Regions from separate parts of the Ovis aries genome. Here region 1 is linked to region 2. A link is a contact called in public Hi-C data. All regions are on one chromosome and are shown on one strand. The core of a region is the stretch at or near the end of the contact, and the rest is flanking DNA. Distances in the headings are between cores, read along the strand shown.

What was found. A called contact is a pair of places that touch in the nucleus more often than the background predicts.
Region 1: a contact with region 2 is called in a Hi-C map of tail adipose tissue, with 5 times the contacts expected there. The contact joins the promoter of FGF7 here to the enhancer-like site in region 2. A contact is called at or near these places in 2 of 16 Hi-C or Micro-C datasets (skin fibroblasts and tail adipose tissue).

The regions. Positions count from the first base shown.
Region 1 is chr7:58,986,824-58,994,514 of ARS-UI_Ramb_v3.0, forward strand. It overlaps FGF7 (fibroblast growth factor 7), which reads right to left and starts at 3,157. Exons shown (of 5, transcript NM_001009235.2): 1 at 2,898-3,157; 2 at 2,884-2,895; 3 at 2,872-2,882. The coding sequence starts at 3,157. The region is part of intron 11 of FAM227B (family with sequence similarity 227 member B); the gene reads left to right.
Region 2 is chr7:58,613,704-58,621,235 of ARS-UI_Ramb_v3.0, forward strand. All of the region lies in intron 2 of LOC132660050 (a long non-coding RNA gene), which reads right to left. Among named protein-coding and RNA genes, the nearest start is that of TRNAH-GUG, 41 kb to the left of the region's middle. Within about 2 kb of position 4,933, at least 4 of the 54 cell types and tissues checked have an H3K27ac peak or open chromatin away from gene starts, as enhancers often do. A contact at or near this core is called in tail adipose tissue, where this site is marked.

The sequences.
Region 1 (7,691 bases), core at 1,907-4,406, 370 kb after region 2:
TTTTATTCATTAATTCAGTTAAGGATTGAGAGATATAAACAATAAGTTTTGTAATTTCAGTTTTTTGTTTTCTTTGACTTTTAAACAAATTCTTCTGAGCAATTTCTTTGTACCTGGATGCAGTGGCTTCAACTTCACCAACGGCAATTTGCATTTTTTGTATGAGGTACTCAATTTTAAAATTAGTAAGGAAATAAATATTAGAATTCTATTCTATGTTATTATATAATAAGAAAATGAGTATCAGAATTCTCTTCTATGTCATTCTCTGTATATTTTTCAATGGACTACCTTAGGATTTTCTGTAGACAACAGTGAGTTAGCCTCTATTTATGAAGAAGTCTGACAGGCTTATTCTTCAGTAAGATAGCAGCAAAACTTGACAACAGTTTGGAGCCTACTGAAAGGATACAGATGTAAGCTTCCCTTTCTAGGAGAATTTACCTGGAAGTATATACTATATATAGTATATACTATCAAGAAAGTATATACAGCCTATGAAAAAGCTTTTAGAAATAAGATTATTTACATAATACATATTATTTCTTTTACTACATTGGTATTGTGACTTTCTTTCCTTCTTTCTTCTTTACTCCTCACTTTCTTTGTTTCTTTATTTTTTACCTTAGAATTAGTGTTAGAAGTGAAATTATGTAGCATACTGGCTTTATGGTTCCTCAAGGTCAGTGCTAAACTGTGTTTCAAACTATGGGAAACTTTAGCACTTTGTGTATGTTTTAAAATACCTGAGTTTCATAGTTTCAAGAAATTTTAATACAAAATAAGACACATATATCTGAATGCATTCTTATTGTAGGTATTCCAATTTTAGATATTCTAATTGATCCCAAATAATTATGAATACTGTTCACGTTCACTGAATTTTGCATCTAATTTTTCACTTTTTCATTACTTGGTAAAAGCAGTCAAAAGGAATGAGCATATGGAAGAATTCTGCAGTGTTTAGGCTCAGTAACTTTACTACTACAATTTGAAATTAGTTCTGACAGCTCAACTTATCATTAAGATGATATTCACTTTCATCTCATTCAATAGGTATGGTAATTATATGACAATTTAGATTGTTCACATTTATGTTATATATTCCAAAGTTTAGAATAAAATAGACTGTAAGAACTAAAATGTATATTGGATCATCTGTACATATCCCACATCTTACAGATTGAAAAATGAGAATTGGAAAAAGTAAGGAGTTGTACCAGAGTCAGTCACAGGCAGGGATTGGATCTATCTGTCATAACTTCCACCTGGGCTCTGTTTTCTCCACCAAGTTCTGTTATCCATTATAAATCTCAGTAACTTTTAAATGGGCTTCCCTCATGGCTCAGATGGTAAAGAATCCTCCTGCAGTGCAGGAGACCTGGGTTCGATCTCTGGGTTGGGAAGATCCCCTGGAGAAGGGAATGGCTACCCATTCCAGTATCTTTCCTGGAGAATTTCATGGACAGAGGAGCCTGGCAGGCCACAGTCCATGGGGTCATTTATTGATATGAGCCAGATTCTTTTGCTCACATAGAAATAGCTATCCACAAAACTTTCCTCCAAATAGTTATTTCCTTAGCTAAACTTCAGTATAATCAGGACAATATTCTAGAACTAACATGATAACATTATTAATAGAGGTAATAATAACCATACTGTTAGCAATCCATTAAAATGGCCTTAACATTCTATATCAATTATAGTTTAAAAACTAGTTTCTCTCATTTTCATATTGGAAACATAATTCTCCATATTCCCATATTGGTTTATTATTAATAGTTTAGAAGCCTAAAAAACATTTATTAAATAAGCAGCAAAGTTTTAAATGTTCACTTGTAAGCCTGGCACTATGCTAAGCAAATGTTTACAGTATCACCCCCATGCATTCTTTTTCAATTAAATTTAACATATGTAACATTATAAAATGATATGTTATAACATTGTTCAAGTGCTGGTAATGCAAACAAAATTTCTTTTCACTCAGGGATTTTAAATTCTTAGTGTACATGTTCAGGTATATATTTTACTCCATAAAATTTAGTACTTTTGAAATTGGTTATTAATCATAACTGCTAAATGATCAATCCAAACCTGATACATCAACATAAAAAGAATAACTGATTTTGAAGAAAATATAATTATCTACATTTGAATCATGAAATTAATGTCTCTTCCAACTCACTTTTATTTCCTCCTTCACATTTATATTTCCCTTAAGGTAACATAGAACTTTTATGGCATAGGATATGAAGATTAAAAAAATGTTAGGAGGAGCCTGTTTTTGTGCCTAGGTAAATAATTAAGCAATCAAATACAAGTTCCTATGACATGAACAGATGAGGAGACCACAGATTCCTATCTGTTTTATAGTTATATACAATTGCACAAGTAATTTAGCACAATTCAGTATTTGACACCATGGAAATATTTCTTCAAGAGAAATCAAATTATTTTTTGAAAAAAATCTTTATTTCCTCAAACTAATGATAATGCATTTTTGGTGAGCATTCACTGAGTATTTTAGTAGAGTTCCTAGTGAGCTTTGCTAGAAGACAATAAATCACATTTCAGTATAAGTAGTAATATTTATTTTTTGCTTAACATATGAGTATTTGAGCTTAGGACATGGAGAATATATTTTCAAATTGCCTTGGTTTATCAGCTCCAACTGTAATATTATTATATTTGCCCTACTCCAGGAGATATTTTTAGGAACATAGTTTATCCCAATTAAAACCCAATAGAAAATTACATTTAATTGTTTTCCCAAAAAAAGGGAAATTGAGAAAGCATGTCACTTGAAAATTGATCTTTTCACAGATTGTTAAGGCTCATAAGCTTTTCTGTAAATAAGAAAACATTACTTACTGTAATTATTCTTCATCTCTTGAGTCCCTTTGACTTTGCCTCGTTTATCAATCCTCAGATACCACTGTGTTCGACAGAAGAGTCTTCTCACTCTTATATCTCCTCCTTCCATGTAATCATAACTTCTTGTATGTCGCTCGGGGCTGGAACAGTTCACATTTGTAGCCATTTGCTCTGGAGTCATGTCATTGCAAGCTAAAGATATAGTGCCCACTAGACAGATAATGTGGAAGCATGATCTGTAGAGCAAACTTGGCAGGATCCATGTCAGTATCCATTTGCGCATTATAGTATAGTGCTCCGGGTGTTCATGAATAACATAATGAAAATTAAATCTTGAGTTGATTGTTGCTCCTAGGTCATTGACCTCTTCCTATCTGTGAACTGTTTAAGGAAGAGCAGTTGCACTCTCCAAATTGTTAGCCTTATCCTTTTAGTTCCTGATAGCAGTATAGGAGTCCTCCTTAAATAACTCTCTGTTGGTATATCCTTATAAAAGCAGGTTGTAATAAACTCAGTTGCTGAGATGCTGTTTGCTACTTGACTTCTGTTTGCAATGAGAGATTAAGAATGGAGAGGGAGGAGAGAGAGGAAGATGAAAAGTGTATAAATTTCAGTGGGCAAATACTATTACAACATACTGTGTAATTCTTACTGTGAAGGTACATTTAAAACAGTTTTCACAGAGGATGTCAGGGTCCTTACCACTCTATTTGTAGACTTATAAAAATTCTATATTAGTAGAGATTAATCTGAACATGATTGTACCATTCATTCCAGTCCTTATTTGATAAGAAACATCTGGCAATTTAGAGCTGTTGATTTAAATTCAGTTCTAAAGTTCCTATTAACAAAATATAAATGCTTTTTCCTAGATGTCTTTATTCTTTTACGGTTGTGGTTTGACAGTCATTTTCTTCTGAACTGCCCACAGTTCTCAAGTTAAACATCAGAATTGCTCTGGAGAATTGCAACCTTATCTTTATGCAAGCTCTATAACGTAATTACTGTAGATAATCACACGGCTCAAAAGTCTAGTAACTTTACTTTTCCCCTCAGTACTAAAACCAGAGAAATAGATAAACTACTAACAAACATTTAGCATTATTTTTAAAGACAAGTAACAGTCACTTACTTGTTCTGTTGATAACAGCTGGATACACAAGAATTCCATGTCTGTTGTCTGCCCTGTGCAACTTGAGCCTCTCTACTGTAGCTACAAACTATTTCTCAGCTGAGAAATTCTCCAGCGGAATCATAATTGTTTCCATAAATCAACAGCAGGCAAGAGGATTTTCTCTGTGTGTGTGAGCGCGTGTGAGCTTGTGTGTGTGTGTGTGGAGCCTTTTATTCGGAGCTTTTCGATAAATACCTTTGCTGACCTCATTGGAAGCAATTAAAACTTAACCAGTAAGCTGTTGAATACAACAGTGAGAATAAAAGAGGCTTGTATAGTATTCATTCAGTGGTCATGAGAGGGAGCTATGAACATGGTTTATGCTCAGATCTACAAATGGGTACCTACTTTGTAGAAACAAATCTCTGACTCTGAAGCAGTTAGAAGGGGAAACAGAATTTTTTAGGTTGTCTCATAGCAGTTGAAATAAGTTGAAAAATATTGCTTTGACCATATATGTAAAGGGATCTTTTAACAGGAAATCTTTTACATAGATTTATGAAGCGTACATTGCTACTATTATTCCTTTGTGTTCAGAATGTTAGAATAAAACTCCTAATATGTATTAAGTCACACCTTAGTTTCTTCAAGAAGTATATAGCTGAGTTAAGGGGATATCTCTTCATAAAGAGATATTTCAGCATTGCTTATAACTTTATGTCTTATGTTGCTAGACTGAAAGTAAGAATAACAATATTCTTGCTTGAGTTGAGCCACTAATTACCAGTATGACCTTGGACAAGTCACCTGATGTTTCTGAATCTCAGGTACTATACTTGTAAAATTAGTCTAGGTGATTCTGTGGTGCCTTGTAGTTTTAAAATTCTGTAATCTGTTACTTACCCTACTAAGATCAGGAAGAGGATACATACTTTTAAAATTATTATTCTTAAAAATTAAAAATACAGAAAAATTTATATGGTTTTATATTGGTTATCAATGGTTGACTCTTGTCCTCAGTAAGAACACTGATGCAATAAATATATGTTCATTTAAAGATGGAATTTTAAGAGGTATAGCTCATGTAAAAAAAAAGAATGCTATTTTACTTTCCACCATGAGTTATTCTCCCCTTTTTTAACATGTATATATTAGTTTCCTGTTCTAGCATGTATTTTTTAGTATACTAGAGTTTCATTAGGTATTTGTTGCAAAATAATTGCATTGTTAATCTAAAGCAATATTTACATATTAACATTCTATTTCCCATGTTAATACTCTCAGTGTGTGCATGCACACACACACACACACACACACACACACACACACACACTCCACTTGAAATGCACTACTTTACCACCAGGTGGTGCACGTAAACCAAATAGGAAAAGAAAATCAAGTATTTCATACATTCAATTGTATCATAAATTATAATTTCCCTTTGTGTCTATGCTTTGGGGGAACAGAATCAAGAGCACAGCATAGTTTAAATTTACTCAATTACTCTTTAGGCACCAAATATGACTTTTCTAAGTTTATTAGAGCAGAAGGGGATGACCCTTCTATAATTGCCTCTGTTGAAAGCTAGATGACTACAAAATACTCCATCATGTATTTCTCTAAAAGGAGGAAGAGACAAAAAAGAAAATATGATGCTACTATGTTATAAATCATATCTCCATTAGTTTTGTAGGCAACAATAATGAACAGGGTTAGAACTCCTAGGACTCAGATATTCCTTCTAAAGAAATGAAAATTATTAACAGCTAATTTACATGTAGATATTCAAGAGCTACTAAATTCATCTGTTCCACATTGACCCTACAGATTTTATACTAAGAAATCATGGAATCAGAAAATTTGCTAATTAAGTGCTCAAGAATTAAATTCAAAAATGATGAAGAGTACTTAGTGCCTCACTTGTTGTATAAGGTTAATTATAAAATTAAAATTAGAAACAAAGTAAATATGAAATTGTAATCTGTTTACTCTAAGTTTATTATTGTTGTTGAGTCGCTGTCATGTCTGACTCTTTCTGACCCATGGACTGTAGCACGCCAGGCTTCCCTGTCCTTCACTATCTGAGTCTGTTCAAACTCATGTCCATTGAGTCAGTGATGCCATCTAACCATCTCATTCTCTGTTTCCCTCTTCTCCTTCTGCCTTTAATCTCCCAGCATCATGGTCTTTTACAGTGAGTCAGCTCTTCCCATCAGGTGACCCAAGTATTAGGGTTTCAGCTTCAGCATCAGTCCTTCCAATGAATATTCAAGGTTGATTTCCTTTAGGATGGACTGGTTGGATCTCCTTGCAGTCCAAGGGAATCTCAAGAATCTTTTCCAGCACCACAGTTCAAAAGCATCAATTATTTGACTTTCAGCTTTCTTTTTGTCCAAATCTCTCATCTGTACATGTCTACTGGAAAAATCATAAAAACTTTGACTATACAGACCTTTGTTGGAAAGTGATGTCTCTACTTTTTAATACACTGTCTAGGTTTGCCATAGCTTTCCTTCCAAGGAGTAAGCGTCCTTTTAATTTCATGGCTACAGTCACCATCCGCAATGATTTTGGAGCCCAAGAAAAGAATATCTGTTACTACTTCTACTTTTTCCCCATCTTTTTGCCATGAAGGGATAGGACTAGATGCCATGATCTTCGTTTTTTGAATGTTGAGTTTTAAACCAGCTTTTTCACTCTCCTCTTTCATCCTCTTTAGTTCCTCTTCACTTTCTGCCAGAAGAATGGCATCATCTGCATATCTGAGGTTGTGATATTTTTCCCAGCAATCTTGAGTTCATTAGATGCCATTGTACATTGTGATTTGAAAATATGAGAGCAGTAATATTAGTGAATGGATTAAATCTTAACAAGGGGATAGGTATCCTTTGATTATCAGTTTACATAATGCTTGCGTGCATGCTGTCGGCCTACAACCACCACAGCCATAATGAAGAGCCTTACTTATCTCTTATTATATTTCAAAAGGAATTATCCAGAAACAAAACTAACTTAGGTATCTCTAGATGGGGTAAACCTTCTGGTTTTTTTAAATTTCATACTAGTAATAACATTAACAAGTATTTATTGTTCTTGTTTTAATGTACACATAATGACAGGCTAAGCACATAAAATACTTTACAGAAATGCTCTTTTGTTTTTTCCAATTTGAGTTAACTTCATTTTTAATTGGAAACATCTCTCTCTCTTGAGCTTTAAACTTGTAAAGCAAAGGATTAAATTTGTAAAACAAAGAATTCTTGCATCTATTTCTAAAAGTTCACTTTTTAAAAAACTGTTCTTAGTAAGTAGAGATTAGTACCTGGGATTCTTCAAAAAAGAAACAGTGCTAATACTTGCCTACTTTGATTTGGTGATAGACTATATGAAAAGAATACAAATAATCTATTTCAGTAAATATCATAAAAACATAGGTAGTTGTTAAAGTAATGATTAACCTTCTAGTTTTGCTTAGGCAACTTCCATTATGTCCTTATTTCAAAAAGAGGTAAATGATAGAAAATATTTTTGTTTAATGAATTTTGCATTCTAGTCAGTAATTTTAAAACTATGTCACATTCATAAGTATGTATAATATAATTAATAGGAGGGAACATCATTAAATATATTCATTCTTTTACATTTTTATATTCTATCCTGTTCCACATCCTCCGAGTTCCCATCCTTTCCCTATAGGTAATCA
Region 2 (7,532 bases), core at 3,683-6,182:
TTGCATCAACGTGGCTAGACCTAGGGGATATTATATTTAGTGAAATAAGTCAAACAGAGAGAGACAAAAATTGTATGCTATAACTTACATGTGGAATCTAAAAAATTATACAAATGAATGGACATATAAAACAGAAACAGTCTCTCAGACATAGTAAACAAACTTGGTTACCAGAGGTGAGAGGGAGTGGGGGAGGGAAAAATTAGGGGTATGGAATTAACAGACCCAAATTACCGTAATAAAATAGATAGGCAACAGTGACTTACTCTATAGCACAGGGGATTATACCCAATGTGTCGTGAAGTCGCTCAGTCTTGTCCGACCCTTTGCGACCTCATGGACTGTAGTCTACCAGGCTCCTCCCTCCATGGGATTCTCCAGGCAAGAGTACTGAAGTGGATTGCCATTTCCTTCTCCAGGGAATCTTCCCAACCCAGGCATTGAACCCAGGTCTCCTGGATTCCAGGCAGACGCTTTAACCTCTGAGCCACAACGGAAGCCCCAACTTATAATGGAATAGAATTTGAAAAAAAAATGTTAATCAATGAAAGCCAATGACAAAACAAAATATATTTTATGGTAAAAGGAGGGACTTGAGGATCATGGAGAATTAGAAAGGAGGAATAGTTGGGGAGAAAGTCATGGGAAAGACTGACGTTTGGGCAACAAGTGAAAGACTGTCTACACTATGAACAGTCTGGCTGCCTAGGGAAAGGAGGGGAGGGAGAAGGCAGGGTGTGGTTGTCATTTAGAAAGCCCATCACCCACGGGGTATTTAGTTAACACAATGTGGGAGACCCAGGTTCGATCCCTGGGTCGGGAAGATCCCCTGGAGAGGGAAATGGCAACCCACTCCAGTATTCTCGCCTGGAGAATCCCATGGACGGAGAGCTTGGTGGGCTACAGTGCATGGGTCGCAAAGAGTCGGACAAGATTGAGCGACTTCACTTCACTTTCACTTTACCTGCCCCAAGCCATGAAAATGAGGATCGTTGGACATTCCATGCAGGGTTGTGAGAATCACATGAGAGAGTGCTTATGATACAACAGCTGAATTATTTTTAACAGTTAGTAGGTGCTGGTTATTATGCTAAGCCTCATAGGCATTATGTCACTCAGTCCTCACAACCTAGTGAGGTAGGTGTCATTATTTTCCCCATTTTCAAGTGAGAGAATGGTCAGACATCTGACATACAGTGGAGGACAGAGGCAGACAGTGGAGGAGCTGGGATTCTAACCCCAGGGGTCTGGTTCCCCTGTGGCCTGTACTCTTAATGCAGTGTTATTTCTCATAGATACTTAAGTCATAGGGTCAATATTTCTAGTTCCTGGTAGCTTAGTTTTTGTCACAAGTGTGCACACTTCTCTTTAAAATTCTCCACTTTATCTGATTCCCTGATACACCTCAGTTCAGTTCAGTCGCTCAGTCATGTCCAACTCTTTGTGACCCCATGAATTACAGCACGCCAGGACTCCCTGTCCATCACCAACTCCCAGAGTTCACTCAGACTCACGTCCATCGAGTCAGTGATGCCATCCAGCCATCTCATCCTCTGTCATCCCCTTCTCCTCCTGCCCCCAATCCCTCCCAGCCTCAGAGTCTTTTCCAATGAGTCAACTCTTTGCATGAGGTGGCCAAAGTACTGGAGTTTCAGCTTTAGCATCATTCCTTCCAAAGAAATCCCAGGGCTGATCTCCCTCAGAATGGACTGGTTGGATCTCCTTGCAGGCCAAGGGACTCTCAATTCTTCTCCAGCATCACAGTTCAAAAGCATCAATTCTTCAGTGCTCAGCTTTCTTCACAGGCCAACTCTCACATCCATACATGACCACTGGAAAAACCATAGCCTTGACTAGATGGACCTTTGTTGGCAAAGAAATGTTTCTGCTTTTTAATATGCTATCTAGGTTGGTGATAACTTTCCTTCCAAGGAGTAAGCATCTTTTAATTTCATGGCTGCAATAAACATCTGCAGTGATTTTGGAGCCCCCCAAAATAAAGTCTGACACTGTTTCCACTGTTTGCCCATCTATTTGCCATGAAGTGATGGGACCAGATGCCATGATCTTCGTTTTCTGAATGTTGAGCTTTAAGCCAACTTTTTCACTGTCCTCTATCACTTTCATCAAGAGGCTCTTTAGTTCCTCTTCACTTTCTGCCACAAGGGTGGTGTCATCTGCATATCTGAGGTTATTGATATTTCTCCTGGCAATCTTGATTCCAGCTTGTGCTTCTTCCAGCCCAGCGTTTCTCATAATGTACTCTGCATACAAGTTAAATAAGCACGGTGACAATATACAGCCTTGACATACTCCTTTTCCTATTTGGAACCAGTCCGTTGTTCCATATACCTAGTATTCAGTAATTCTTAATTCCAGTTGAGCTATTTCAAATCCTGAAAGATGATGCTGTGAAAGTGCTGCATTAAATATGCCAGCAAATTTGGAAAACTCAGCAGTGGGCACAGGATTGGAAAAGGTCAGTTTTCATTCCAATCCCAAAGAAAGGCAATGACAAAGAATGCTCAAATACCGCACAATTGCACTCATCTCACACGCTAGTAAAGTAATGCTTAAAATTCTCCAAGCCAGGCTTCAGCCATACTTGAACTGTGAACTTCCAGATGTTCAAGCTGGTTTTAGAAAAGGCAGAGGAACTAGAGATAAAATTGCCAGCATCTGACACATCATTGAAAAAGCAAGAGAGTTCCAGAAAAACATCTATTTCTGCTTCATTGACTATGCCAAAGCCTTTGACTGTGTGGATCCCAGTAAACTGTGGAAAATTCTGAAAGAGATGGGAATACCAGACTGCCTGACCTGCCTCTTGAGAAACCTGTATGCAGGTCAGGAAGCAACAGTTAGAACTGGACATGGAACAACAGACTGGTTCCAAATAGGAAAAGGAGTATGTCAAGGCTGTATATCGTCACCCTGCTTGTTTAACTTATATGCAGAGTACATCATAAGAAATGCTGAGCTGGAGGAAGCACAAGCTGGAATCAAGATTGCCGGGAAAAATATCAATAACCTCAGATATGCAGATGACACCACCCTTATGGCAGAAAGTAAAGAAAAGCTAAAGAGCCTCTTGATGAAAGTCAAAGAGGAGAGTGGAAAAGTTGGCTTAAAGCTCAACATCCAGAAAACTAAGGTCATGGCATCCAGTCCCATCACTTCATGGCAGACAGCGGCTGACTTTATTTTTCTGGGCTCCAAAATCACTGCAGATGGTGATTGCAGCCATGAAATTAAAAGACGCTTACTCCTTGGAAGAAAAGTTATGACCAACCTAGATAGTGTATTAAAAAGCAGAAACATTACTTTGCCAACAAAGGTCCATCTAGTCAAAGCTATGGTTTTTCCAGTGGTCATGTATGGATGTGAGAGTTGGACTATAACGAAAGCTGAGCACTGAAGAATTGATGCTTTTGAACTGTGGTGTTGGAGAAGACTCCTGAGAGTCCCTTGGACTGCAAGGAGATCCAACCAGTCCATCCTAAAGGAGGTCAGTCTTGGGTGTTCATTGGAAGGACTGATGCTGAAGCTGAAACTCCAATAGTTTGGCCACCTGATGCGAAGAGCTGACTCATTTGAAAAGATTGTGATTCTGGGAAAGATTGAGGGCAGGAGGAGAAGGGGATGACAGAGGATGAGACGGCTGGATGGCATCATCGACTCGATGGACATGGGTTTGGGTGAACTCCGGGAGTTGGTGATGGACAGGAAGGCCTGGTGTGCTGCAGTTCATGGGTCGCAAAGAGTCGGACATGACTGAGCGACTGAACTGATGAAGTTTTTTTTTTTCCCCAGCTTCCAACCTATGAGTTAATATAAGAATAAGTTTTCTATTACTTTCTTTAAAAGTTACCTTACCTGCTTTTGCTTCTACAGGAAAAACTTATCATATGCCTTGAGCTAACACTAGACTTGTATCAGTTTTCCATGAAGCTCTGCTTTGGGAGTTTCCAGACATATATACTGAAATCAATCACAGTGAGTTCTATATGCAGGTTGCTTTTGCAACTATTGCTTTGTAAATTCTTCATTATTCATACTAAATTTTTTATAACTATTAACATTTTCTTCAGCCAGAAGAAGTTGCTCCTAATTTTTGAGTCCTCACCAGAGATCCAAAGAATTAAAATATTTGATCACTTTTGTCACTAGTTTTGTTTTTTGTTCTGATAACTGCATACACATCATCATTTCTCATCTCTCTCAAGATGCTAGATTTATGATTTAAATGTGATCATAGGTGGCTTGAATGGATGCATAGTCTTTTAGAAAGTTGAATTTGATTTTGAACATGTCTTTATCATATGGAGAATTGCCAAGAATAAAACACTTATGCCATGCCAAGAAATCAGCCTCAATAATTTAGATAAAAATATTTGCCACAGCATTCCTTTACATTCTTTCAGCTTCTTCCTGCTGACCATCATTTTTAAGCTGAAACTGCTCCCTTTTGCCTGCCTATCCATGCAGATCAGAAATACTGGGCTGTTCAGAAAGTCACCGCTTTACTGAAGATGGCCCCTTCAACCCAGAACCCCAGTGTCCTTGTAATTAGATTGTGTTAGAAGATAAGAAACAACAGATAATCTCAGTGAAGTGGTTTCCCCATTCCTGCATTTACACCCCTTATAGACACCTCTAGAATCTTATTACAGTTTTGTTGATAATTTATAAACCAAGAGGCTTAAAAATTTTGTTTGTTCCTCTTGACTGGGAAGCCCTGTGGGAAGGAGTCTGTGTTTTATGTGACTTCGAATTTCTAGTGCATTTCCCAGTTCCTGGCAAATGACTTATTGTCACAATACTTGCTAAACAAATGAATGGACATGATTCAGAGTTGTTGAAATAAAAATTTTGTTCTGCACAAAGCATTGACGTGGTCTTTTGGCAACATCAGTCTCGGAGGAGACATTTCCCTTTTAACCACAGATACATAAATACAGTGTGTTGACCACATCCTGGGGATAAATTCTACAGTTTTATTGCTTTAATCATACTTCTGGGTCAATATCCGGCATCAAGTAAAGCCCCAGAGGAATTCCTGAGCCCTTAAAAATACCTCATCAACTGAACTCCACACATGGAAGAAGATCAATTTTAAATGCACTGCAGTGTTTTGGGCTTTAGGCGGTGTTTCTTCTCTAATAAAATAATTTCCTTGACCTTTTTTTTTTTCCTTTTTTCCATCCTTGGTTATCTTCATTTGTTTATATTTTATCTTTACTTGTATCTATTCATATTGCAAACCACTCCGAGTTCTTTGGGAAATGAGGTCAGCTATGACTAAATACATAAAAGGACACTGCTATGCCATAGGTAGGTGACTTGGATTCAAATCAGAGACTTTGGAGGGAGGCAGATGGAAATTTTCTCTCTTCCATTGGTTCATTTCATGATCTTAAGCAGGTCACTTAATTCACATTGGGTTTTTGTTTCTGTTAGTTGATGCAGACAGTTGAGAATCATACCTTCATAAACAGTGACTGGAAGGCCTTTTTTTTTTTTTTTTTTTTAAAGAACATGACTTAGTCATAGCACTAGAAAAAACCAGTCATGCCTCCTCAGCAGTTCTTTCCAGACCCCAGAGTACCGCAAGAGTTCTGTTATTCATGTCCTTAGAGATTGGATGCCTCATGAGGATATTCTTGCTACTTCTTGGCAAATCAATTAATAAAGGCACAGGCTGCATATCTGGTGCATATTGGGAATACAGGAGAAACATAAAAACACAGTCTTTACCCTTATAGGACTTTAGGTGAACAGGGAACAAAGCTTGACGCACAGTACATGACAGGAGTAGAAATAGCCCTGCACTTGCAATCAGAAGAGTTGGGTTTCTGGCTAGGCCATGGGATCCTGAGCTTCTACCTAATTTTTCAGACTTAATTCCCTTGCTTGTCAAATAAAGCTGACTGCAGAGCTATAGTCAGGATTAAATAAGAGAATGAACAAAGAAGTTTACAGCTTGCAGAGTAACGTATCAGTAGTATATGTTATAATAAAGGAATAGTGTTTATATTTGACATAAAATGATGCATTTGAAAGAATTTTCGAGGCATGCAGATTCCTATGTCCTTACTAGCTAGGTGGTTTGGGGCAAGATACTTAACATTTCTGAGCTTCACTTTCTCAATCTGTGCAACAGGTATATTGATGCCCTCTTTGTGGAGCTCCTGGGAATATTTGTGGCAATGTACAGAAAGCAAAAAGCAGAATTGCTGGCATATAGTATACACGGAAGAAATGGAAGTTTCCATTTCACGATGACTACAGCATAACAATAGAAATCACATGTAACTTGGTGCTGAGTCATTTACCTACAGCCTGTAGGCAGTGTAGGAGTTCAGAGAAGAGGTATGCCAACTGCCTTTTGGGTCTTGTTAAAAATGTTTCATGGAGGAGGGGTGATTTGAGATTGGCCTGAAAAGGGGAGCAAGCTTTGCTTAGGTGGAATAAACAGTAGTATTTACTTGGATTAACCTTCTGGGAAAAAATGTTAGTCAAGATTTGTATTCTTGTTAGACAATCGATAGCATCTTGCATGGGAGCTTGGAAGTTATTTATATATTCCCCAGTCCCTCTAAATTCCTAGAAGAGAGGGAACACATTGTTTTCACCTTTATAGTCCTATAAGTACTGGCTCTAAATCTTGGGCTCTCAATCCTGTACATGTCACCTGGAGAGCTTTTAAAAATACCTGTGTTAGGGCGTCATGCCCTAACTAACCAGGCCCACTAAATACAAGTCTCAGGGTATGACTCCTAGGTGTTACTGGTGTTCTTTCAAAGCCCACCAGGCATTTATGACATGCATCCAGTTTGAGAACCATTGCTTTCAAGCATCAGCTACACATGAGGAGATGTGTGTTCAGTTGTTGCGATGGTTGTATGGAATAGAATATGCCAGAAAACACCCTGGACTGGGATTAGGAGTTACAGGTTCTAGCTGCAGCTGTGTCCTAACTGCTGGTCGAGTTCCTTGGAATCCCTGGGTTTTGTGTTCTCATCTGCAAAACAGGAAGAGTGTATTCTTTGTCTCCTCAAGCCCTAATAGCCTATGATGTAGCCAAACAAGCATTGTTTTAGCTGAAGAAGGGAGGTTTTGATGGAGGAACCATGGGGTCTCCTCTCACTTTCCATGTAAATTCACATCTCCCTCCCCATGCCAGTCTCATCCAAAGGTGCACCAGAGGAGCTCACCAAGGACATTTGGAGATGGTTTCCTTCTTCTCTCAAAAAATGCTGACATTGTCAATCTGGGTTTGTTTTCTTCCTAATGAAGGAAATGTACCCCCCTTTATTGGAAATGCCTTCTGGAAGGAGGCAGGCCCTCTGCCTGCACTCTAGCAGCTGAGAGTGGGGCTGCTGGCTGCACCTGACTTGTCCCCACAGCTGAGACTGACACAGCTCCAAATGCTTTCCATGCCTAAACCTTTGTGAAGTTTCCTGTGGACCCAGTGCAGCTTGGGCCCCAGTTGCTGTTACTGGCCAAGATAACTTGAACCACATGCCTGG